Regions from separate parts of the Mus musculus genome. Here regions 2, 3, 4, 5, 6 and 7 are each linked to region 1. The links are chromatin contacts, called in public Hi-C, HiChIP or PLAC-seq and promoter capture Hi-C maps. All regions are on one chromosome and are shown on one strand. Each heading gives the region's core, a stretch centred on a gene start, on an enhancer-like site or on the middle of the called end of the contact. The rest is flanking DNA. Distances are from core to core; before and after follow the strand shown. Region 1 holds the start of Snx19 (sorting nexin 19). Region 2 has its middle 120 kb from the start of Gm15521. Region 3 overlaps Nfrkb (nuclear factor related to kappa B binding protein). Region 4 holds the start of Aplp2 (amyloid beta (A4) precursor-like protein 2). Region 5 holds the start of St14 (suppression of tumorigenicity 14 (colon carcinoma)). Region 6 overlaps Aplp2 (amyloid beta (A4) precursor-like protein 2). Region 7 holds the start of Nfrkb (nuclear factor related to kappa B binding protein).

Region 1 (3,257 bases), core at 483-2,982:
CTGTTCCCGGAACAACAGGATAGTTTGGGAGGACAAGACAGGCAGTCTGCAGGTCTCACATTCCTTTCAGTTGGGAGGAGGATACAGTGAAAGGATGTTCACCCTGGCAACATGAATTAGTGCTTTGTAACTCCAGAGATCACCTTGCCTGCCTAGAAACACTTTGATCCTAAACTATATTGTTGGCCTTTGAGGCTGTTAGTTGTCAACCACATCCAATTGTAGATGATGGTTTCCTTTGTATTCAAATAAAGTTATTACCTTGACACCAGCAGTGGAGACAGAAAAGGAAGCTGTAAGATCTCTCTGGTACAGGGTTGTTTTATTTTGCTTGGTTTTTTTTTTTTTTTTTTGCGGGTTGGGGGTTGTTTTGTTTTAGTTTTTGCTTTTTGTTGCTTTGTTTTGTTGTTGTTGTTGTTGGGTTGTTTTGTTTTATTTGGTGAATTTGCCTAAATCCTTCAAGGCTACAGCAGAGGACAGACTGGTAAAGAGCGATGGCATTCATCTGTGTCCAAATGGAAAGGAGAGCCACACTGCAGAGTCCAGAAGGACCAAGGTGGAGGCTTCACACAAAGAAGACATCAATGCTTCTACACATAGCCAGTGCCACTTTCAGATACTGACTTTCTTTGTAGGTCACTCTTTTTGAGTTGACAACTGGCAGATGTGTTCAAAGCAGAACACAGACAGGGGCAAATGTGTTAGAGGGTAAACTAAAAACAAGACGTCTCTTCCTCTGCCTTGCATGCCTATGCACATGGGAAGAAAAGGAAGCCGACAGGCAGAAAAGTCTTCAAGATTCAGCACGAAGGCTATCTTCTTAATGGGTTCCCTTTAACCATTGCGATTCACTAAAATCATTCCAGAACGTACTTAAGATTTTGCAATTCACTATATCTTATAGGGACTCGCTTTACTGAAAGCTGATTTACGTCAAATAAACTCATTCCCCCAATTAGCTTCAAGGGCTACAAGGACCCACTCTTCAAGCCAGTGACTAAACATAGGAAATACTCTCTAGAAACCTGCCCCACATCTTAATACTTACCTTTGACTACTCCGGAAAACAAAAGAGGTGGACTGTGAATTGAGTAGAGTTGGGAGGGGGGTCGGGGGGGGGGGTGGAGTGGGGGTAGAGGTGGGGCGTTCTGGAAGAAGCAAGGAGAATTTTTAAAATCCCTCATCAATCTAGCTCCCAACAGTACGTCTCCAAGGGAATTAAAACAAAGCTCATTACGGAAAGTTTCCCTAAACCTCTAGAGATATTTACAAACAGCACTTTAAAGAGCCTGGGCGAGTATCCGTTTTGGCCCAGGTGAGCACGGGCTCTGGGTTCTCAGCTTAGCAGAGCGGTGTGTACGCCCACCGTCACCACCGCTCCTCACCACCAGGGGGCGTCCGTGGCTCCGATCCACCAGGCCGCTCTCCCAGCGTACCCCGCTCCCGCAGGCCGCGACCCGGAAGCTGTCGCCGGCTGCTAGCCGGCCCGCTGCTCTGTCCACTTTGGAGTTGCGGAGTGTAGTGGCCTGGGCGGCCGGAGCTTGTTGTGGCTGCTGGCCGCGGCGGTCGGAAGGATCCCCACCCCCCCAAGAGTTCGTTCCCAGGGGCGCAGTCTGAGCACGGGTCCCCCAGCGACGTGTGACCCGATCTGCCGGCTGCTGCTTCGGAGTTCGTAAGTGTCCGTGGGCCGCGCGGGGCTGCGAAGAGACTCTCCGCCTGGGCCATGATGGAGGCCGGCAAAGTTTTCCTCATCTCGGCTGGAACAGGCTAGTTGATGGGCCCTGTCGACAGAAGCGAGCGGGAGAAGCAGAGCTTTTTCTGTCGCTCTGCAGTGCCAGTAGTATCGAAGGTCCAGAGTTCACTCAGTAGCAGCTGGACTTGTTCTCTTCGGTGACAGTTCATGCTCCCACTCCTGACACCAAAATAAAATCGGAGGCTGTCATCTGTGGAAACATACCTGTCCTTTCAACCATGAAGGCACAAACAGTGTCCCCTACCCAGGGGACTATCTCCGAGTCCAGTTATGTCCACAGCAATCTATGGAGTAGCCGGAAGCTAATGATCGTGGGGGTCTTGGTGGGCTGGCTACTGGTCATCCACCTTCTGGTCAACATGTGGCTTCTGATCCTTCTATGTGCATCGCTGGTAGCGCTGGGAGGATGGCTGGGCTCCACTGCCATCCTAGGGGCTTCAGGTCAATTGCACCTGGAACGATTCATTACCATCACCACCTGTCCTCCATGTCCCGAGGCAGAAAGGCAGCTGGAACAGGAGATTAACCGCACTATCCAGATGATTATCCGAGACTTCGTGTTATCCTGGTATCGTTCTGTGAGCCATGAGCCGGCCTTCGAGGCAGAGATGGAGGCAGCCATGAAAGGGTTGGTTCAGGAGCTTCGAAGGCGGATGAGCATAGTGGACAGCCATGCTCTTACCCAGAGGGTTCTGACTCTCTGTGGTTGTCACCTGCAGAGCTATATTCAGGCAAAGGAGGCTACTGCAAAGGAGCAGAGCTGTCCAGTTCAGCCCTCCCAGCTGTGGGATGCTTACTGCCAGGTTACAGCTCCCCATCCTGCCATGAGCTGTCCCACCACGGAGGTCACTTATGCACGTGGCATTGTGAACTTGATACTAAAAGAGTTAGTGCCCAAGCCCCACCTGGAGACGAGGACTGGACGCCACGTTGTGGTTGAAGTTATTACTTGCAATGTCATCTTACCACTGATCAGCAAGCTATCAGATCCTGACTGGATCCACCTTATTCTTGTGAGTATCTTTTCCAAGTACAGACATGATGCAGCACAGGGAACTAAACCCCCCTGCTCATCCAGTGTCCTAGAGCAGCCCTCGGTGCCCACATCTCTGCCATTGATTGTTGAAGTAGAGAGTCTGCCAGTAGGAAAAGCATCTTCTCCAGCAACAGCCCCAGTACACTTGACCTCCAGTGAGCCAGCCCCTTCCCCAGAGATTGAAGAAGGCCATGAAGCTGTAGAGGGAGATTTGCCTGGGATGCTCGAAGAAAAAAAAGTAGGAAATAGCTCATCCCATTTTCTACAGCCAGATATCCGAGGCCCCTTGTTCTTATGTGAAGACTCAGAACTGGAGTCACCACTGTCTGAACTGAGCAAAGAAACCATCCTGCTAATGACCCCAGGCAACTTCCTTTCTGACAGGATTCAAGATGCTCTGTGTGCCCTAGACGACTCCGGGGCTCTGGAGCCTAAGGATGGCGAGGGATCTGAATGTATGGAAGGAGC
Region 2 (3,168 bases), core at 262-2,761, 680 kb before region 1:
GTTTCATCCACCGTGAGCAAGGTGAGGGAGAGTGAGAAATCTTGCCTAAGATGAGAGCTATTATCTACTTCTACCTTCGTCATGGTACTCGAACCCCACTGCTCTTCCATGTTCTGTTTAATAAATAGAAGATTCTGGAAAGCAGTCTCTCCTTACATGGCACATTCTACAAAGGCTGATTAAAGAATTAGAATGTCAATGGTTACGGGGAGGTTGGAATGACGAAGGCATTGCATCTGCTTAAAAAGTGTCTTGGACTATCTTTAGCCCTCTAAGGAGCCCACATTTATAACTGACCTAACATTTCAGTGACTATCACCTGAGGCCTTTCAAATGCATTAACTTAGCATTCAACTACATCCCACCAACCCGAGAGCTAAGAACTTTATTATATACCATCAAGAACTATGGCAGCGCTTTCTCTGCTTTGCTGCAACCTATGACCACCAATGTAGTTTTTAAAAGTGTCTTGATTTGTGGCTGTCTTTGTTCTTTGGTTTTGCAGCAAGGAAATTTATTGAAACTGTTGCCATGCCAAAACATCGAATTTTGAGTACCCCTGAATCTGTGTTTTGGGGCTATTTGGCTCTATAATAAACTACCTCTTTCAGATGAGAACTGTTTTTGCTGTTTTTACGCTATCAGTTATAATTGAGCCAATAAACATACTACCTGCTTATTGGGAGGGGGTTAGGATGTGATTATCCTTAGGGTCAGGGGGAGGTTCTTAAGAGCTCTCCTAAGATATCCTGGTGAACATCTGCCAATCACCTATACCAATGATGACCCCTAAGTTCCCCCAAATTCCTGTGAGAAAATATAATCTCTTTGAACATTAAAGACAGGTTACCAGTCAGTAACAGGCAAGGTTAGGTTCCCTAAGAGTTTGTGAGCTTGCTCCACAGACTCTTTGGGAAGTCAAATTACTGAAGATAGGGTCTGGTACATCATAAGAGAAAAGGAAAGACGGTAAGAAAAAAAATATAAAGAAATGGATACGATCTGAGGGCAAGGTGGGAAGGAGACAGGTGCAGGAGACAAACACAGACCGAAGCTGAGTCCAGAAACACTAGGGCTGTCTACCAGCTACAGTAGTCTAGAGGGGGTAAGCACTGCATAAGATTCTCTTGGAGTTTTACTGGCACAGCCTAGCTGGAAAGAGAAAGGAGGGTGTGGAGCATAGCTTTCTAGATCTACCTGGACTTTGAGCATCAGAAATTCTTCAGGGAATGGGACACTGACAACAGCGGCCAATGTCTAGCCAGGCGAAATGGTGGGGGTATTTTGGACGTCTTCTGAGGGCCAAGAGAAGAGGTTTGGGGTCTGCTGAAAGGGTCCTCCATCTTCGCCTTTTTTTCCTTCGGCTATTCAACCGCCAAGAGGGTCTCTGGAGCCCCTCCGGATGCAAACTTCCCCCCAGGCAGCCTGTGGAAGTAGTCCATCACAGCCAGCCTCCAGCGTGGTTCCCCAGCCTGGCCAGCTGGCAGGAAGGCTGCCGAGGCAGCAGATCTGGCGAGAGACTCCTCAATCACATTTACATGTACGTGGTGCAAAAAGGGAAAGATAGGGGGGAAGGGAAGCCCTCCGGAATCCAAAAGGAAAGTCAGTAAGTACTCCACAATAAAAAAAAAAAGAAGAGAGTCAGCCACCAGCTTGATTTGTCTCGGATGTTCTCAAATCGCTGTCCTTAAAAGCTCTGCTTCCCCATCTTCCTTCTCCTCCCGTCATCCAATGCCTGAAGAAAGTCTCTAATTTTGCTTTAATTTGTGCCTTGGTTGCAAGAATAAAACAGAGCGTCACTGAAGCTCCGGCCCCTCCCCCTTGGCACTCTGCAGCTGCACTTCCTCAATGGCCCGATGCCGCCTTTCTCTCCCACCACTCCAGGTTCTTTGCCGAAGGAACCAAGCACCAGGCTTAGGGCGGCTTCCAAACAGACAGGCATCCAACGGTTGCCTTTACCCCTGTGAGCCCCTCAAGCTTCTCAGGAATGGGGGTGCAGATTCTGGTTAAGGGAAGAGCAGAGTGCAAGGGCCTGTTATGGTGTGGATACTGGAATCTCTCAAAACGTCAGTTAATCTTGGGCATCTTGCCAGGAATCGCGTGGAAGGAGATAGTAACAAATTTGGGTGTTTACATCATTTTTCAAGTAAAAGAATAAACACAGGCAGCCTCCTTATTTTCTTACACTTAAATCCTTTTGGAGTATCTGATGACATTGTTTCTCTGTTGGTTCCCAGGTCTCAAGAGTTTTGGTTTTCAAATACAGCCCTGGCTTGAACCAGAGGTGCCCTCAGGCAGAACCCTCCCTTCCAACCCTCAGGGAGGCTAATTTACTTCCCTTTTAGTAGCTTCCATTCTTGTCTCTACCAAGAAGGAGCACTGAAAAGCACTTCTAATTAATCTTTGTAGATTGCTATGCGATCCTGGGGGCTAAAGGCAGAGTATTATTAGAAAGTGCTGGCTGGGTGGGTAGCGGTCATAAAAAAACTAGGTGCTGACCAGATCACTTTTCAAGACATCACAGGTATTGGGAATGGTTGCAAGTGGTTTTATGTGATTGGCTGCTTCATAAGTCCTCAAGAAAATCATAGGGCAGCCACCTGGAGACATGAGCTCCACTTCTCTCCAGCAGGTGTCAGCACAAAGGATTTGTAGCCAGTTAAGCCTTGGCCTTTTTACTTCCACTAACCCCAGTGTACAATAGCCTGCCCTCACCCCCAGCTTTGCTTCCTGAAGCTTTACCTCTTGTGGCTTGTCATCACCACCATCACAAGAAAGTGAGGGTGTTAGCTTTTCAGCTAGTCACATCTGCACAGGCACATACAAGAAACCATATTCACATACTTTCCACTCCAGGATGACAGGGGTTTTAGTGTCTCTTAAAAGATTTATTTCATCGTAATCATGATGTCTGAATGTAGGGATGTGCACATGAGTGCAGGTTCCAGCAGAAGGAAGAAGAAAATAACCAGTGCCCTAGAGCTGGAGTTACAGGTGCCTGGGAACAGGGCTGCTGAGAACAGAATTGAGGCCCCGTGCAAAAGCAACAAATACTCTCACCCACTGAGCCATTGCTCCAGCTTTGTGTATATCATTGTATTGTACTGTTAGTTACTGTTAATCTCATACTATGACACATATGTCAGTTAAACTTCACAGATATGTATC
Region 3 (3,134 bases), core at 247-2,746, 990 kb after region 1:
TTGAGCTAATACTTAATATAGGAACTATAACTAGTGAAGAGTTTCCATGGCCAATTCTGCCAAATGCTTATGGAAGAAAGAATGTCACAATAGTGTAAATTTTTTGTAGGAGTAGTAGAATCACTTAATCTGACTGTGAGGTCAGCACCATCCTCACACCAGAACCAGATGCAGACATTGCAGTAAAGAAAAGCTGTAGGCCAGCATTCTTCATGGATCTAGACAGAAAAGTTCTACAGATCCAGGAGTATATAAAGAATTATACCCAGAGGATCCAGCATCCCCATAGTGGCTCATAACCATTTATAACTAAAGTTCCAGTAGATTCAGTGCCCTCGTGTCTTTCACTGGCATTAGGCACATGTGTTGTGCACATACACACATTCAGGTAAAATACAAACATAAAAATGTAAAAAAAAATAATTTTTGAGAATTATATTCTGTCAGATTTTATTTATTTTTTTTTTTAAAGATTTATTTATTTATTACATGTAAGTACACTGTAGCTGTCTTCAGACACACCAGAAGAGGGCGTCAGATCTCGTTACAGATGGTTGTGAGCCACCATGTGGTTGCTGGGATTTGAACTCTGGACCTTCGGAAGAGCAGTCGGGTGCTCTTACCCACTGAGCCATCTCACCAGCCCTCTGTCAGATTTTATATTGCTGTGTCAAAATCCTGTCATAAACAACTTAGGGAGATGAATTCAGGACATGGTCATAGAGGTTTTAGCCCAGACTTTTGCTTTGTCGATTGTGGGCCAGTGATGAGGCAGAGAATAATAGTGGTAGGAGCATGTCTCAGGCTGCTCAGCTCATGAGAGGGAGCATCCAGTGGCGCAACGACCAGACTGAGGGATCAAGCTAGCCTTCAGGATCATACTCCCCCTGGCTGCTTTCTCCAGCTAGGCCTCACCTCTCCTGAAAGTGTCTGTCTTCTTTCAGATTAGTCTTGGCAGCAGTCAGTGTATGAGCCAGTGGGGGACATTTCCTATTGAAACTATACTCTTGCACCCTTTGTCTCCAAAGGCTTTTACTTACACAGAAAATGGAGTTGCCCGCATTGTTTAAAAGTCCCAGGCTATTAGCTGAGTGTGTGGTGCATGCCTGGAGTCCTAGCACTGCAGAAGCCAAGGCAGGAAGACTGAATTGAGACAGACAGACAGACAGACAGACAGACAGACACACACACACACACACACACACACACACACACACACACACACACGAGCCTCGCATGACAGACAGTTGCTGTTCTTTAGATAGTAGAACAAATGATATATAACTTGTTATAAGCCGATTTATTAGAGTTGCTTGGGTTCTGTCTTCAGGAACATTGGGACCCTTGGGGAAATGAGGGTTGGAGGTGTCTGTAGTGCTCTTGCTTCTTCTCTGTAAACACTAGCTGTTTTGTTATATCTCCTTCTTCCCCACAAAGCTAATTGTTTTCTTTGTAGGGGAAACTGCCTACCAGAATCACAGTTCCTCTTTCTGTGATTAGCCAGCCAATGAAGGGCAAGAGCGTGGTCACAGCCCCCATCATCAAAGGCAACCTTGGAGCCAAGTGAGTGCTGTTTGTAGAATTGCAAATACAGTTGGTCCAGAATGGGAAGGTGGCTGGCAGCTGACATGTTCATCAGTAATACACATTGCATCAGTAATACACATCCCCAGTACTGTTTTGGATAGAGTAGGGAGAGGAATCCGACGGGCGGGGGGGGGGGGGGGGGGGAGGTAGTAAAGCAGTATATATTGCGTGTAGAAAGCGAGGAAGTGCAGGGTGCTGGCCTGGGATGCTGTAAGGGACCCGCCCTGTATTTGAGGCCAAGCTTAAGATAGTTTGGCAAATGTTGGTTTTCTCTGGCCCTGACTTAAACAGGAATAAAAGACTCATGCAGTCATTCTGGCATTCCTAATCACTATAAAGCTGTTTTGGGATGTGGGGTGGCCCTTTCTTTCCTAAGAGACAGGCATCTTCCTGGGTTGCTGAGGCTGACTCACTCCTGTACTCTCTGGGATACTCTGAGTTCTTGTCCAACTTCGAGAGTTCCTTGCTAGGGATACATGCTTCCTGGTAGTGCCTGACTCTTCCTGGGCCGTGTGTAGAGTTTAGGCCATTTTATCCACTACTCTGGCGGTTCTTGCCACGGAAGGCTAGAAGAAATGTCCTAGTATGAGATTGCATTTGAATCCAGAAGATTCTTCCTGGGCCTCTTCGTTGTCCTTCATGCAATACGTAGCCTCATTCTGAGCCTGAGCAATGTCGTCATACTTACCTCCGTTTCCCTTTCACAGTCTCAGTGGGCTGGGTCGCAACATCATCCTCACGACCATGCCAGCAGGTACCAAACTCATTGCTGGCAATAAGCCAGTGAGTTTCCTCACTGCTCAGCAGTTGCAGCAGCTTCAGCAACAAGGTCAGGCTACACAGGTAAGGTCTGATGCAGACTGTTGACCAGCTCAGGTTTGTCTGTTTTCTTTTCTTCACTGATGAACAGTGCAGTCCACTGATCAGACCTCCTCTCTTTGTAAGCAGGTGCGCATCCAGACCGTCCCGGCATCCCATCTGCAACAGGGCACGGCTTCTGGCTCCTCCAAAGCAGTGTCCACTGTTGTTGTGACCACAGCTCCATCTCCTAAACAAGCACCTGAGCAGCAGTGACCGAGGAGAGGCGGCTTCTCTAAGAGACCAGGCCCGGTGGATCTCGGCCGACAGAAAGGGAGCAGCAGGAGGCTGCATCGTTCTTCTGAGCTGTCCTGCTTGAGGCAGGGTGGTGGAGAGTGATGGCAACTGCGGCCTAGGTTCTGCTGCCACGCTCCAGAGTGAAGCTCTGAAAGGGGTCCCTCTTTAGGGCTCCAGGGATAATCTGTCTAGTCCAGGAAGAGAGAACATCAGAGTCTTGGGAGGTCACAGTCACACAAGCCAGGGTTACCTCCCGAGTGTTGGATGTCCAGGGAGCAGGCCTGCCAGTTGCTGAGTGGGCCGGCAGGGAATAAGCCTCATTCTATGTGAGGTTTTACTTTTTAGTTTCTGATCCTCTTGGTGACTTGTTGAGATGTGAGTTTTGTGTCCAGAAAATTTTTGTGTAACTTATTTTTTTAAAGAACCTACTATATGTCTTTTATCAAATAGAA
Region 4 (3,131 bases), core at 455-2,954, 780 kb after region 1:
ATTCACTAGTACCTAAAGTTTCTCACACCGCTGGAAAGTGAGGTGGAGTGTGAACAATGGTTTTTGACACTGACCCATTAAGTCCCACCCAATATATAAAACTCGGTCTCCCCACCCTTCTCTTCTTATCCCCGCTCAATGTAGCTGTTTCCCAGTGACATCTTATCAGGGATCACAGATACAGCCCTACCAACTGTGTGGAAGCTGAAAGAATCGAAAAGTTCGTGTGTATAAACATTAACTGTTTCTACTTAAGACTTATCTTTTTTTCCCACCTCAGTCAAAAAGTTTCAAGCAAGATGAATACAAAGATTGTTTTAAGATGTGCCATCCGGAAGATTTTTTTCCTCATTAGATCTTTTTACCAATAGAAATATTTACACATTCTGTAGAAATGAATTCACTCTGAGCCGGGTTTTTAATTAGAACATTCTCAGGTCATGCCTATTTTATCAAACGCAATCTCTGACACTGGCTCAACGTACAGAAAGCCACGGTGGGTTTTTTTTTTTTTTTTAATACAAGCAGGCGCAAGAAGAAATAAACAACACCAGAAACACACAGTCCAGTCCTACAGTTCAAGCATTATTTCGAGAAAGTAAGTAAAAATAAAGTCCCATGTCTCCCTAGGCGACAGAGGGTTCTTGCGGGGAGGCTAGGTGCAGAGCAAGCTGCAGTACGGGTTCCACATCCGACATCCTGGCTCTTCCAGCGGCCTGAACTCCCGCCAACCACCTGGGACCCTAGACGACTTCACCAGGTTAACGGGGGTGACCTCTGGTGCAGAACAATCACTGTGACCCTGACCCACGTAAAGTACCCCCTGAAGCTTTCCAAATGTACTGGTGGATAGCTTCAACGTCCCCTGGGAGGAGGAAAGCCGGGCTCCCTAGTTTGCCAGACTTGTGCAAACGACTGGGAGGCAAGGGAGGGCGCAGAGCGCCCCGCTGCCCTGGCGGCGCCTCCTCTCCCCGCTCCCTCGGCATCTCGGCCACTCGCCAGGGCTGGAGCCGCATCCCCGCTGCCAAGTCCACCTGGTCAACGACTGCTGCGCGCCGACCGTCAAGGTGCGAGCCCGAAGCCCAGGCCCCCGACCGCTGCGGGCACCGGGGACCCGGTGCAGGCCGCCCCATTTAGAGCGCCGCGGGGCCGCAGGGCGCACGGCTGAGGCGCGCACGGCCCCGGGGGAGGGAGAGCGCGCGGTGCGGTGTCCCCGAGGATGCGGCGGCGCCGCCAGCGGGTAGGGGGCTGGGGCGGCCCCGCAGCCCCGACGCCTTTCATTTGGCCTCTGCGGCGACAGAGGCAGCCCGACCTCGGCGCTAAGCTCTGCGCAAAGCTGAGGCGCGCGGGCGGGGTGGGGGGAAGGCAACCCGCCGCTGCGCCGAGCCTCGCGCCGCGCCCCCGGTCCCACGCCCGCCCACAGGCCGTGCTCCCGGGCGACCGGAGGAGACGCAGATCGGGAGCTCGCCTGGTCCTCACCTCTATGTAGCCAGCCAGAGCCGCAGCGGGCGCCGTGAGCCCGAGCAGCAGCAGGACAAGAAGCTTGCCGGTGGCCGCAGCGGCCGCGGTCCCGGTGGCCGCCATCCTTCTCCAGGTCGCTGTGGCGCTGGGCTCTCCCCGTCTCTCGCACAGCCAGGCTACAGCGCTTCCCTACCGCGACCCAGAAGCGTCTGAAGCCCGTTCGCCGCCGCCCCGGGGGTTTTACATCGACCGGAACTGACTTCACAAAACCACGCCCCTCTTCGACAGGACCCAATACGAGCCGGCATAACTGGCCTAAGATACCTCCCCTTGTTTAGCCCAGGTCCAATCAGAGCACGGATACACCGACTCCCCTCCCCGCCCAGCGCGTGCCCCCTCGTGGCCCCGCCCCAAGCCACGGCCAGCCCCGCCCCCGCTCTGGACCCGAGGCTGGGGGCGCAGGAGTCTTCGCGGGTAGACCGTGGGCCGCTGTTCCCAGGGCGGGAGGCTCCTGTTTGGTTGTCTCCTGGGGTGGCTCTACATCATCCACCTTCAGCATCGGGATTTGGGCACGCCCCACTCCCCTAACCCTGCAGGATATTTTCCATATTCCTTTGGGTACCGCCCTCTTTGGGGCTTCTGGAAAATGTTTTAATTAAAAACAGGATGAATTGTTGGGAGTTCCGGACGGTTTGCAGAGGACCGACCCTGTCGCCCTGGAGGATGAACGCCGACATTCTGCTCTCCCCAGCGCTGCACGGGGCGCGCTCTTCCCCCCCAGACCTCTGCGCCCTTGTTTCGCCCCTGAACCCGCAGTGTCTGCACACCGCTGACCTCTGCTCCTTAGGTCCTTTCCCTGCCCCTCCTCGTCGTCACAGCCCCTGCGGCACAGAGAGGCCTTCCCCGCCGAGGCCAGTGGCGCCAGGCCACTGAAACACAAGCTCCCACCCCCCCACCCCCCTTCTCATGTGTTTCAGGACAGGATTCTGGCATCATTTTTCTTCAGTTTAAGATCTCTAAAGCAAAAGACACGCTTTCTCTCTTTTTTCATGCTCCCCAGCATCTTGGTTCCTGGGAAAGCGGCCTGCTGCCCCAGTTCACAACTGGCACCTTGTCCTCTCCATCACGAGGGCTCTGCTGGCTTTGTTTCCTTTCCGTAGCGGGTGATTTATGTACCACCCTCTGCAGAGACCTGGACTCATTTCTTTAGCTTCAACCATATCAAGAACCAAGTTCCTCTCCGCAGGAAGCATCTTAGTGGAGAGGGAGAGACAGTGTCTATAGTGGGCAGAGTGGGACAGTAAGGACCCTGTATTTTACAGATGCATTCTGCAACTGCACGCCAACGTAAGCAGTCCCGCTGTGGTCAAACTGGCTCTGCCTCATTCTCAATGGATGCCAGACACCTTTCCATTGCACAGCCCTTCCTGCTCCTGCTCCATTCCCACAATCCTCCATTCCACCTACAGGAAACACCTTACACAGATGTCATTTCACCCACCTCAGAATGCTGAGAGGGCTGTATCATACCGTGGCACTTTCCCATGGCTAGGTCTCTATGTCTCTCACATCACTGACAAGACATGAATTACGCCCAGTGAGTCTCCAAATGGGGACCTCATTCGATAAATGTTAGTACTCAATCCAGAGGCCCTAGAATTAGCATGAGT
Region 5 (3,305 bases), core at 793-3,292, 700 kb after region 1:
TGAGGGACCAGCAGAATCAGTCTTGGGAAGGAGACAGACAAGTCACAACTCAAAAGCTGTGGTGGTGGTGCCCCTGGGACTCAGCCAGACTTCAGCCAGTCTCTGTGACAGAAACTACCCAAGAGACAACAGCCACACAGACCTGTCAGAGAAAGTGTCAAGGCAGATCATCAGACCCCAAGTGTAAAAGGGACGCAGCCAGGAGCATTCAAGCCTGGAACATTCAAGTCATACTTGAAGATTTCCTGGAGAGAGGAAAATAAGCTGCGGCTCCTCTCTTGAGTGTCAAATTGTGTGTGTGTGTGTGTGTGTGTGTGTGTCTTTCTGTTCACATGTACCGGAAGTCTAAGTTCCTTAAATGAACCAACCACATCCTATTGCTCCCCGAGAGCCCCTTTGGGTAGTGAGTCCCTGGCCCAGCACTGATACCGGGGTCGTTCAACCAAAGTGGAAAAAAGACAGAGTGAGCCAGCCACACAGGAGAAAGAAGCCGCAGAAGTGAGTAGGCGTAACCCAAGTGATGGAGATGAATGAGAACCTAGGAGGAGGGCAAAGAGGCGTTCCTGGTGAATAGTAATCTATCAGGAGCCCAGGGACTAGAGTGGTGAGCCCCACCCTGGCTCCCACCCTAGGGATACGTGGCCTAAACAGGAGACTGAGTTCAGTCACCAGAGGACCCACTTTCAATATCAGCACCCGTCTTCGAAAGGGAAGTCTGGAAGGGCAAACCGAAAATGAGAGAAAAACAGATGAAGGTCAAACACCAAGCGGCAGGCTACCTGCGGAGGAGGCACGAGTTCCAAGCAGGCAATTACTAAGGACTCGCAAACACCCCAATCACAGAAAGAAGGAGAAGGCGGCAGCAGGTGGCATCTCACTGCAGGGCAGAAGCACAGGTTGCGGGGACTCTGTTACAAGGGGTGAGAAGTGAAGTCCCAGCTCACGGTCCCCCGAGATCTGGTCTTCTCCAAGTCAGCAGAGAAGGAGTGCATGAAAAAGCGGCGGAAGGGGAGGCTCGGCTCCAGGAAACTGCCTCTGCCAGAGCAACAAGCCTCGCTCACCAGCCTCTAGCTGCGGTTCAGAAAAAAGCCTGGCCGCTAGTCCCACCAGAGCACGGCGCCACCACTACCCCACGACCCGTGTGTGTCTTTCAGGATAACTAACGCCCTCCCCCACTGTGTGCAGCAAAGTGAAATGCTTCTGAGGTCTTTCAAGAGACTTCTCAGGCTTCTGCTTCCCGCTTACTAAAGGCTTCTTCCAGAAGGCTCAGGACACATGCTTCACCACTACCCAGACAGCCACCTTCTCAAGGGCTCCACACTCTGTGTGGACAAAGCTCTGCTCTGAGTTCAACCCTTACAAAAGATCCAAAGCGCCTTTGACCAGGAAGACTAAAACGAGTTTGTGCAGAGGCCAAGGACAGACAAGTCTCCAACTTGTCCTTGCCATAGCCCAGGTCACCCACTCGGAGCACTGATTGATAGCCCAGAGCAATGGTGACCCCCACGGAGATCCTGCCAGCCCCAACCCCGACGCCTCCGGGCCCTACGGCTTCCCACCTCCTCAGTGCCCAGCGCGAGGCAGGTCTGGGACCGAGGTCCGACCGGCCCCGCCCTGCCACCAGCGGCCAGGCACCCACCGAACAGGAAATTCCACCTGTGCGCCCGAGCTCCGGCCACCCACGAGCCGTAGAGCGGAGCTCGGGCGAAACCGAGGGCCCCGCGCAGGCGACGCTGCGCGCGGATCAGAACTGTGGACGCCCGACCCCGGGTCCCCAGCCCTCGCCCACCTCTAGCCGGGAGTTGTACTTGAGTCCCGCGCCGAAGTCCTGAGAGCCCCCTCCGGCCTTGCGGCCCCGATTGCTACCCATGGTTTTGGCGGTCCGATCGCCGGTCTCAGACGCGTGGTCCCTCCGGGCAGCCGTCTACCATGGCCCGCGGGGTGTTGGGGACACGAGGGACGAGGGGGACGAGGTGAGGCACGGGCCAAGTTCCGGGGCAGGCCCAGCGCGCCCGGCCCGCGGCGGAGGCTCCAGTTCTCATCCTTCCTCCCAGCTCAGGTAGTTTCAGGGTGTGGCCTCCAGGGTCGCCCCGCCCCTCCAGCCAGCCAGCACCGGCGCCCGCACACCTGTTGCGGCCGGTCCCGCCTTCCGCCACGCCCCCAGGAAGCTCTTTCCCTCCCGCCAGAACCCCGAAAAGGAGCACCACAGAGTTCTGGCTCTTTCTTCCTCTTTGTCACGGGTGGCTCTTTCTCCTGGAGCACAGCCCTTCAGTCCGGTCCTTTGATACTGGCCATCTCTCCACCATCTTTAATACAATTTTAATCTCTCTCCCGTGGATCTTTCCCTACAATCAATCATGTTACCAGATGCCTGTGTCTCCGTTATTGTCCCTTCAAAACCGTAGCCAGCTGTTGTTAAGACCAGGCCTTCCTCCTGTGTCATGTCCCCTCCTGGGGACAGTAGCAGCCTCTTCTTCGCTGTCAGAGCCACTGACAGTGGCCTGTGCCCAGAGAAATGATTGCAGGTCCCCAGAGTCTTTCTCCAACTATTTGCAGCATCAGATACTGACTGCACATCCCGTCTTGAAAAGCGTCTTTTCTGTATTTTCGTAATCCTTTCTGACCTCTAGACTAGATCGCTAGTCAACCTCCTCCCTTTTTTCTACACTCCCTTCCTTTAATTTGTTGTTATTGTTGTCGTTGTTTATTTGCGTGTTTGAGAACAACTTGCGAGATACTTGGTCTCTCCTTGCACCTTGTGGGTTCTAGGGATGGAGAATCATCAGGCTGGGCAGTAAGAGCCCTTACTGGCTCAGTCATCCTGCAGGACCCACACTTTCCTTCTTTAAGGATACGTGCCTTCCCAGCACAGGCACCAAAGGTGTTCCCCACCTGGGTATTTCTCTGCTGATATTCTGCAGTCTTGATTAGTGAACCAAAACTCCTGAGCTCATAGTATGTGCTGTCCTAGCTCTTGGGAAACAAGAATGAGCAAAATGAAATTTTGCTCCTTTGAACTCCTACTTTGAAATTAACAAGCCCCAAGTTTCTACCTAGAACCCAGCCCTTCTTAAAATAACATAAATCTCTATGAGTCTGTGTCCCACAGCAGCTACAGCAAGCAGAGCCCCCTGCTGATGTATTCTGGAGATAAGTGATGTAACAACTCTGGTGATATTAGACCAAAGAGAGTCTACTGACACAGACTCGTCCTCCCTGTGAGCCAGGACTGGGTCTTTCTGTCTCTCTATCATTGCACTACTGTGTCTCACTGACCGGAGTCTTCCAAGTCTAAGTTATGTGAG
Region 6 (3,471 bases), core at 1-2,500, 720 kb after region 1:
CCCTGGGAGGTAAAGGGTTCCTGAGCTGATCTGCCTAGCCAAAGGGGGGAGCCAGGTTTAGTGAGGGACTAAGTGGACTGGGCTGGAGCAGTTATTTAGAGTACTTGCTTCCAAGAGATTGGGATTCAGTTCCTAACTGAATGATGGACAGCACACAAACTCTGTAACTCCAGCCCCTGGGTGTCTGATGTCCTCTGCAGACATATACAAATACAGCATACACACACACACACAAATTGTTTTTAAGGTGGAGAAAAAACTGAGGAAGACATTTAACATCAATTACGAGTTTCCATGTGTATGTGCACACACCCATCCATCCACATCCATAAACATACACACAAATACACACACATCCTGATACAGGGTCTCCTACGTAGTCCAAGTTGGTTCTGAACTATAAAAACCAGGCTGGCCTTCAGTAGTTGTCGTGCCCCAGCCTCCCCAGGACTGGCACTCCTGTAGGAGTGCACCGCTGTCACCCAATATTTGACTTTCAAATTGTTACCCAGATCTGGATATTCTTGGCCAGAAATCTAGAGACTTCCCAAGTCCTCTCTAATCTATTTCAAAGATTTTGGGGAAATGTAATTTACGCCTAATCTCTGGGCTGCTCGACAGAAGAACTGACTAATGACGTCTGTGACCAAGACCACAAAGGACAGAAAGACATGCCTATTTCATAGGCAAAGTGGCAAGAGACATCGGCCTCTTCATTTTATAAATAAAGGGAAATATTCCTTTTTGTCAGAACCAGACTCCGGCTGTGTCATGAGGTGGTGCAGGTGATGCGGGGGTCATGTTTCAGCTACAATCAAGATGCCCCTTTACTTCATTTTGCTCTGCCCTTGTCCTTGTCCTCTCCTAAGAATCTGACAGTATGTTTCTATGGATATGCCCCCTGGATCCTCTGGAATCTCAGAGACTTACTGCACTCTAACCCATGTCTTCAAAAATAAGAGTATCGATTGTCAAAGCAACGGAAACCACAGCAGGTCATCTACATAGCTGGGTCAGGCACAGATCTCAGCCACTGGGCTCGGATTTGCAACTGAGAGCGAACAGGCAGATAGGCCCTTCACTCTCAATAGCAGCCAGCACCTGAGGTTTACTGCAAGGTGGGCAGGGCCACATTCCCCAGAGGTCACAGCTTAGTCATCCAAGCAGAAACCAGGAGATGAGTAAGTTTCTTTCTGTGCCCATGAGGGAGCCGTCCTGCTTGGGTGAGGTCAAAGGGCAGTTCCCGCTTTACATTTCTGTGGGTGTTTCCTTACAAAATGTAATCACTATATGGCTACCATAAACACAACTACCTCTACAGTTTAAGGCGAAGTCAATTAAATGAGTCAACGCCTTGCTGAGTGCAAAGCAAACCCGTACAGGGAGAGACACACACAGGCCTGGCTGCAGGAATTCTTGTGTTCTGACCCAACCTCTACTGTAGCTAATCCACTGTGGGTCATGCACGGTCCTCTCACAAGCTCTCAACACCCAGAACACCACTGTCAACAGAGTGCTGGTGACAAGTTCTGAGAGCTGACCAGTTGGATAGACTTGGACTGGGGTTGGCTTGCAAAGATAGCCAAGCCACACAATACTTGAGAATCCGTGAACAGACAATAGACAAATAAACAAAGCTGTATTTTGAATTAGATAATGAATGGCAAAGTCATTTCCCAGGCCGCAATAGAGGGTCCAGTGGTACCTCTTTAAAGCCACTTCAAATATAAAGGTCTCTCTCTCTTTGTGACTCTCTTGGGCAGTAACCTGAGGGGACATCATAGAAGCAGCTGGGCAGTGTTGAATGTTAACAGAGAATCAGACTGCTGGCAGCATGTCCCCACCCTATGCTTACTGGCTTAGAAACTCATACGGTATGACCCCAGTAACTGCATGTTTCATAACATGTATCAACTCTTGTAGCATAGTATTTAAGACTGAGTGATAACAGTGCTCAGGCCCAAAGCCCTGGAAGCAGCTAAAAGCCCAAGTCGCTGAGCACAGGGACTTCTAGTGGCAAGTCACTTAAGCTCAGACGCCGCAGCGGCTATGGACAGCTTCCTGAAAATTCAGCCATAAGCTCTATTGACATTATTCTTAACAGTGGGAAGAAGTCTTGACTTAAATTTTGCAAAATGCCACAGGCAGGCTTTCCTTCATCTTTCTTTGCGCGTAAAATAGGGTCTTGCTACCCGCTCAATAGTGGCCGTCACCTCATCAGTCCTCCGTGTGAGCAACCCCTCCCCCACAGTGCTGAGATTATCCCACAACAGCCAGCAAGCCAGTCACTTTCTCCTTCTTTTTGGAATGAAAACGGAGCTCTTGATTCAACTTACTATGGCCACTGTAATACAGGCTAGTAACTCTTCACTGAAGGAAGATAGACACCCTTCATCCCCAAAAGCAGGCCTAGAACGCTCCATCAGCATAGATCGAAGCCATGGTCAGGAACACAAGGTGCTCAGGGGACGTTAAAGTGTTTATTGATGTAGTTAAGTTCTGTACATTCTCCACAGATCACACTAACAGGTTTGTAGGTGAAGTTTCAATCTGTGCATAGTGGGACGAGGCACGGCTAGGGCCAAGGGGGGAAGGAAGGGCAGGTGAGTCACAGAAAAGTACAAAAACCAAACCAAAACAAATAAACAAACAAACAAAAACAGGTTACCAGAACCTTCAGATTAAAACAAAACAAGCAACAAAGCGCTAAAGGCTGTGAGCGTGAACTCCAGCTACACAGCATTTTACAGGTTCATATGAAGGAAACAAACACTTTCAAACGTTTCCACAGTGTCTACAGATCCAATTTCATGCACAACCCAGAACATTGTCCTTTCATATGATGAAGCCTCCCGTGAACTCTCCTGGGTCCTCAGCCATGTTTATTATGGTATTCTCTGAGTGGCCATCAGAGGGGCTGGAGAGCGGTGGAGGTGAGTGAGGTACAAAGGCAGGCAGAGGGTCAGTGCATGGAGGGAGCCATCCAATGAGGAGGTGGGTGCACGCTTGGATACACTTGGTAAGGGAAGTGGATAGGAAAAGGCTACCGTAAACAACTGTGGAAGAACACAGACTGACTATGGGCTAGTTGCTGTGGAAGAACTGGATTTGAAAGGAAAGCACAGTGAATCTATGTTTGCATCTGGCTAGTTCAAGGTGCCTTAGCCCTGCTTGGGGACGGCTGGTACAGAAGCACCCAAACACCCAGCACTGGACACACGAGGCTTCTGCGGAGACTATGCCTAAAGCAGTCAGTAACTGCATACAATGTACTTCAGCTCCTCTTACATTTCTCAGCAACCTGAAAAGGGAAATACTGCCTTTATACATTGAAAACAAATAATAGTAAAACCAGCACAGCAAATGAGCCTGAAGAACTGACTTACATAACGGGAACAGCCTGTGTATATAGTCTATCATCAAAAAAATCAACATTTCCCATTTATATAGAGCATGTGTGAGACAATACAA
Region 7 (3,228 bases), core at 513-3,012, 960 kb after region 1:
AAATCTTAAAAAAAAAAAGAAATATGTATCACTTGTGGGTGAAGAGTATGTGTGTGTGTGGGGGGGGCGGGGGTTGAGGTAAACCTATGCTTTGTTAAATTTTGTATGACCCTAAAACTGCTCTAAGAACAAGGGCTAATGAAAATGGCAGTTTGTAATGTTTTAATGCTCTCCTGTCTGGTCACCCAGAGTGACGCTGCACTGCCATTTCTAATTGGTGGTTTCTAATTCCAACAGGATCCAAGGACATCTTTTTTGTTTGTTTTTTGTTTTCTTCGAGACAGGGTTTATCTGTATAGCCCAGGCTGTCCTGGAACTCACTTTGTAGACCAGACTGGCCTTGAACTCAGAAATCCACCTGCCTCTGCCTCTCTGCCTCTCTGCCTCTCTGCCTCTCTGCCTCTCTGCCTCTCTGCCTCTCTGCCTCTCTGCCTCTCTGCCTCTCTGCCTCTCTGCCTCTCTGCCTCTCTGCCTCTGCCTACCTTCCGAGTGCTGGGATTAAAGGCTTGCGCCACCATGCCCCGCTGATCCAAGGACGCTTATAGAGTCAGTGGGTGTGTGTGCGCGTGCGCATGGGTGCAAAGATTTGGCTTTATTTGGAAAGCACTATTTTCCACTGAGAGAAGGACATGCCTGGCATGCCCTGCTCCCCTGACATGTTTATTAAACCGAAGGAACAGTGGCTAACCCACGCAGGACCAGAGGGTGAACTGTAGAATACTTGAGAAGACATTCTAAATAAGACGGTCTTAGAGAAAGAAGGCGTAATGATGAATCATAAGAGTAAGTTGTCGATGTTTTCACTTTCTGCAAGTTGTGCGGACTTGGAGACATGGGTTAGAGTCTGTGTTATATTTCCCAACCTTCAAGACTGCAAGAGGTCCTCCACTGTCTGGTGGCCTCAGCAAAGCCTTCCCGACAGAGTGGTGGTGTCTAACAGTTTTCTTCTGCAGGGAAGCTCTTTAAACAACTCAAGAAAAGCTCTTTAAGCAACTCAAAATAGCTTCAGGAAGTCCCCGAAACGGATCAGATTCTTTAGGCTCCTCTCTGCCAGAATAAACGATAAAAGCTGAGAGACCTTCTCAGATGGAAGGACGCTAAACTGAGGATTCTGAGTTGGGGAAAAAGCTACAAAGTCGACTCTGAGGCCAGACCAGCTACCTGGAGGCAGCAGAAACCAGCTGAGCTGCCTGGAAAGGTGTAGACCAACTGAGGCACCTGGAAAGGACTCATTGCAACCTGTTGAGCTGCTTGTAGGCTGTGCAGTGTTTCAGGTTCCCAGCTTTTGTGAGTTGTCACTCATGCTGGGGTGAGCCTTGGTTTTTCAGCTAAGTCATTTCTGCTCTTGTTAAGTAAACCCTCACCCATATGCCTGCAAGTAATCCCAATAGTAGTTCACCAAGTTGGACTTGGGTGGTCTCGGTATTTTGATTTGTCGTGTTGAGTATCCCCTGGAAAAATTTTGTCACACAAGAAGTGGTGGTTAGCACGGTGCCTGTCAGACTGTGCTCTTGCTTCGCAGCTGACAAAAGGCGACATCGCTCTATCCTCCAAAGCTCCTGAGCCAGGAGAACCCCGCACAGAATGGATCGTGCCTTCTCCGCACCGACGTAGCTTGTGGCACCAGACGCGTCGGGGCGGTTCAGGTGCTGCCACAGGCTCCGCCCCTGCCCGTCCTGCCCAATACGCTCCGCCCCGCCGTTAGGTTTCGCCCCACAGGTCCCGCCCCTTCCGCTGCCGGAGCCCGGAACGTGCGCGTACCCAGACGCCTTGCGGGAGCGAGCGCGTTTCGGAGCCCACGGCCCGACGAACCCCGGGTGAGACCCGCGGACTCTGCTGAGGTGAGGGCGGGCCCAGGCGTCGGGTTTGGTGGGTGCCGGGGGAAGGGGAGAAGCGGGGAGAAAGGGAGAAGCGGGGCGTTGCCGTGGGCACGCGGCGGGCCCCACGCGTGGCGTGCGGCTGCCGGGTGGGCGAGGGTTAGGGGGAGGACGTGTGGGGGAGGGGCGGGCCGCGGCGCGCTGCGCGCAGGTGGGGCTGGCGACGTGGGGCTGCGGTCCGAGGTCCTTGCTTGCTGGTTGCTCGCGAGGGTCTAGAGGGTGGGCTAGCCCAGGTGCAGAGAAGAGGCCTTCCTGGTCTAGCGAAGCAGCCCGGGACACCCCCAACACTTAGAAATCGGCAGCTTCCGGGGTTCCGGCTCGCTAGCAGCGCCCCTGTTTTTGTATTTTGAGTTCTTGTGCAGAATAAGTGGCAAGGCAGCGGTTGTCGCTAGATAATTATGTGTAGCTTAATCAACCGCCGGTATTGGAAGCAGCTTCTGAGTGAGTTGTGTACATTGTGCACCTGTCAGATGAGGTAACTGGCTTTGCACGCTGTCTATGCCACTTACGCTAAGAGGAGTTTATTCTAAGCATCAGGTTGCCTCTGTCTGTCGGTCTGCCTGCCGGCCTTCCTTCCTTTCTTTTTTTCTTTCTTTTTTTTAAGTTTTGTTACGTGCAGGTGTCTTGCTCCTTTCTCACTTTCACTCAGTTATTTAGGCGCTACATGCGTGCAGGATGTCCTCAATTCTCTGTGTGCTGACGATGAGCGCGCACAGTTACCTGGGGACCACACAGCTGTGTCCATGTAACACTCGCCGTATCTTTCCTTGATCTGAAATACTGTCAGAACGTGAAATCATTTTGCAGAAAAGAGCTTCCATTCTAGGTATATTACAGACTTACCCATTATCATTTGAGAACTTGGGAAGTGGGAAGGATCTTCACTGTTAATGTAAGCTCACTTAGCTGGAGATTCCCTTTAAGATCCTAAGAGAAAAGAAAGGTAGGAAGGGCCTGGTCCAACTCCTCCTTAACTACAGGTAAGGAGCCTGACACCTGGTGAGGTAAGATGTCACAGATAGTGACGGCCCCAGGGTAGAATCTGGTTGCTCTTCCCACTTTTGTGGGCTTGTTGGTCTGTTTGTCAGTAATAGTGATAAGAGTCCAGTACATGTAGAGCAGCTGGGTCATGACCCTTTTGGAGTGGGGGTTGAGTGACCTTTTCAGACTGATCATCTAAGACCATTGAAGAACACAGATATTTACATTACAAGTCGTAACAGCAAAATTGCAGCTATGAAGTAGCAACAGAAGCGGTTTCATGGTTGGGAGGTGGGTCACCACAACTCGAAGGCCGTAGCATTGGGAAGGCTGGGAACCACTGAGGTACAGCGGTGAGTTCCAGTTCACT

What was found. Promoter capture Hi-C pulls out the DNA fragments that hold promoters and counts their contacts. Hi-C and Micro-C count contacts between places; a contact is called where the count stands out from the background. HiChIP or PLAC-seq counts read pairs in DNA pulled down with a chosen protein or histone mark.
Region 2: a promoter capture Hi-C map of hippocampal neurons shows a contact between it and region 1, with 2.5 times the contacts expected there. The contact joins the enhancer-like site here to the promoter of Snx19 in region 1. A contact is called at or near these places in 5 of 39 promoter capture datasets (embryonic stem cells, hippocampal neurons, second pharyngeal arch cranial neural crest and 2 more) and 5 of 115 datasets of contacts at active chromatin or transcription factors (embryonic forebrain, embryonic limb bud, embryonic stem cells and 1 more).
Region 3: a contact with region 1 is called in a Hi-C map of B cells, with 6 read pairs. The contact joins the enhancer-like site here to the promoter of Snx19 in region 1. A contact is called at or near these places in 4 of 39 promoter capture datasets (the C10 cell line, hippocampal neurons, liver and 1 more), 1 of 484 Hi-C or Micro-C datasets (B cells) and 3 of 115 datasets of contacts at active chromatin or transcription factors (bone marrow-derived macrophages, large pre-B cells and thymic regulatory T cells).
Region 4: a contact with region 1 is called in an H3K27ac HiChIP or PLAC-seq map of thymic regulatory T cells, with 8 times the contacts expected there. The contact joins the promoter of Aplp2 here to the promoter of Snx19 in region 1. A contact is called at or near these places in 2 of 39 promoter capture datasets (liver and pre-B cells), 1 of 484 Hi-C or Micro-C datasets (B cells), 2 of 115 datasets of contacts at active chromatin or transcription factors (microglia and thymic regulatory T cells) and 1 of 9 other capture datasets (adipose tissue).
Region 5: an H3K4me3 HiChIP or PLAC-seq map of embryonic limb bud shows a contact between it and region 1, with 4 times the contacts expected there. The contact joins the promoter of St14 here to the promoter of Snx19 in region 1. A contact is called at or near these places in 9 of 39 promoter capture datasets (the C10 cell line, cranial neural crest, frontonasal cranial neural crest and 5 more), 5 of 115 datasets of contacts at active chromatin or transcription factors (bone marrow-derived macrophages, embryonic limb bud, embryonic stem cells and 2 more) and 2 of 9 other capture datasets (adipose tissue and liver).
Region 6: a contact with region 1 is called in an H3K27ac HiChIP or PLAC-seq map of embryonic stem cells, with 2.7 times the contacts expected there. The contact joins the enhancer-like site here to the promoter of Snx19 in region 1. A contact is called at or near these places in 1 of 39 promoter capture datasets (pre-B cells), 2 of 115 datasets of contacts at active chromatin or transcription factors (bone marrow-derived macrophages and embryonic stem cells) and 1 of 9 other capture datasets (adipose tissue).
Region 7: an H3K27ac HiChIP or PLAC-seq map of thymic regulatory T cells shows a contact between it and region 1, with 8 times the contacts expected there. The contact joins the promoter of Nfrkb here to the promoter of Snx19 in region 1. A contact is called at or near these places in 7 of 39 promoter capture datasets (the 3T3-L1 cell line, the HPC-7 cell line, hematopoietic stem and progenitor cells and 3 more), 2 of 484 Hi-C or Micro-C datasets (CD4 T cells and CD8 T cells), 6 of 115 datasets of contacts at active chromatin or transcription factors (bone marrow-derived macrophages, embryonic limb bud, embryonic stem cells and 3 more) and 3 of 9 other capture datasets (adipose tissue, liver and macrophages).

Annotation. Positions count from the first base shown.
Region 1 is chr9:30,425,597-30,428,853 of GRCm38.p6, forward strand. Snx19 (sorting nexin 19) reads left to right here and starts at 1,733. Exons shown (of 11, transcript NM_028874.2): 1 at 1,733-3,257. The coding sequence starts at 1,972. It overlaps Gm30933 (predicted gene, 30933), which reads right to left and starts at 1,382. Exons shown (of 3, transcript NR_169179.1): 1 at 1,271-1,382.
Region 2 is chr9:29,748,955-29,752,122 of GRCm38.p6, forward strand. It overlaps a transcript of Ntm not described here. Among named protein-coding and RNA genes, the nearest start is that of Gm15521, 120 kb to the left of the region's middle. Within about 2 kb of position 1,512, at least 54 of the 459 cell types and tissues checked have an H3K27ac peak or open chromatin away from gene starts, as enhancers often do. A contact at or near this core is called in embryonic forebrain and hippocampal neurons, where this site is marked.
Region 3 is chr9:31,417,520-31,420,653 of GRCm38.p6, forward strand. Nfrkb (nuclear factor related to kappa B binding protein) reads left to right here. Exons shown (of 26, transcript NM_172766.3): 24 at 1,457-1,563; 25 at 2,295-2,430; 26 at 2,536-3,134. The coding sequence ends at 2,661. Among named protein-coding and RNA genes, the nearest start is that of Nfrkb, 33 kb to the left of the region's middle. Within about 2 kb of position 1,497, at least 38 of the 459 cell types and tissues checked have an H3K27ac peak or open chromatin away from gene starts, as enhancers often do. A contact at or near this core is called in B cells, where this site is marked.
Region 4 is chr9:31,210,144-31,213,274 of GRCm38.p6, forward strand. It overlaps Aplp2 (amyloid beta (A4) precursor-like protein 2), which reads right to left and starts at 1,705. Exons shown (of 18, transcript NM_001357698.1): 1 at 1,480-1,705. The coding sequence starts at 1,584.
Region 5 is chr9:31,129,757-31,133,061 of GRCm38.p6, forward strand. St14 (suppression of tumorigenicity 14 (colon carcinoma)) reads right to left here and starts at 2,043. Exons shown (of 19, transcript NM_011176.4): 1 at 1,790-2,043. The coding sequence starts at 1,870.
Region 6 is chr9:31,147,096-31,150,566 of GRCm38.p6, forward strand. It overlaps Aplp2 (amyloid beta (A4) precursor-like protein 2), which reads right to left. Exons shown (of 18, transcript NM_001357698.1): 18 at 2,462-3,471. Among named protein-coding and RNA genes, the nearest start is that of St14, 17 kb to the left of the region's middle. Within about 2 kb of position 1,251, at least 40 of the 459 cell types and tissues checked have an H3K27ac peak or open chromatin away from gene starts, as enhancers often do. A contact at or near this core is called in embryonic stem cells, where this site is marked.
Region 7 is chr9:31,384,430-31,387,657 of GRCm38.p6, forward strand. Nfrkb (nuclear factor related to kappa B binding protein) reads left to right here and starts at 1,763. Exons shown (of 26, transcript NM_172766.3): 1 at 1,763-1,841. It overlaps 1700023A20Rik (RIKEN cDNA 1700023A20 gene), which reads right to left and starts at 1,619. Exons shown (of 1, transcript NR_165167.1): 1 at 574-1,619.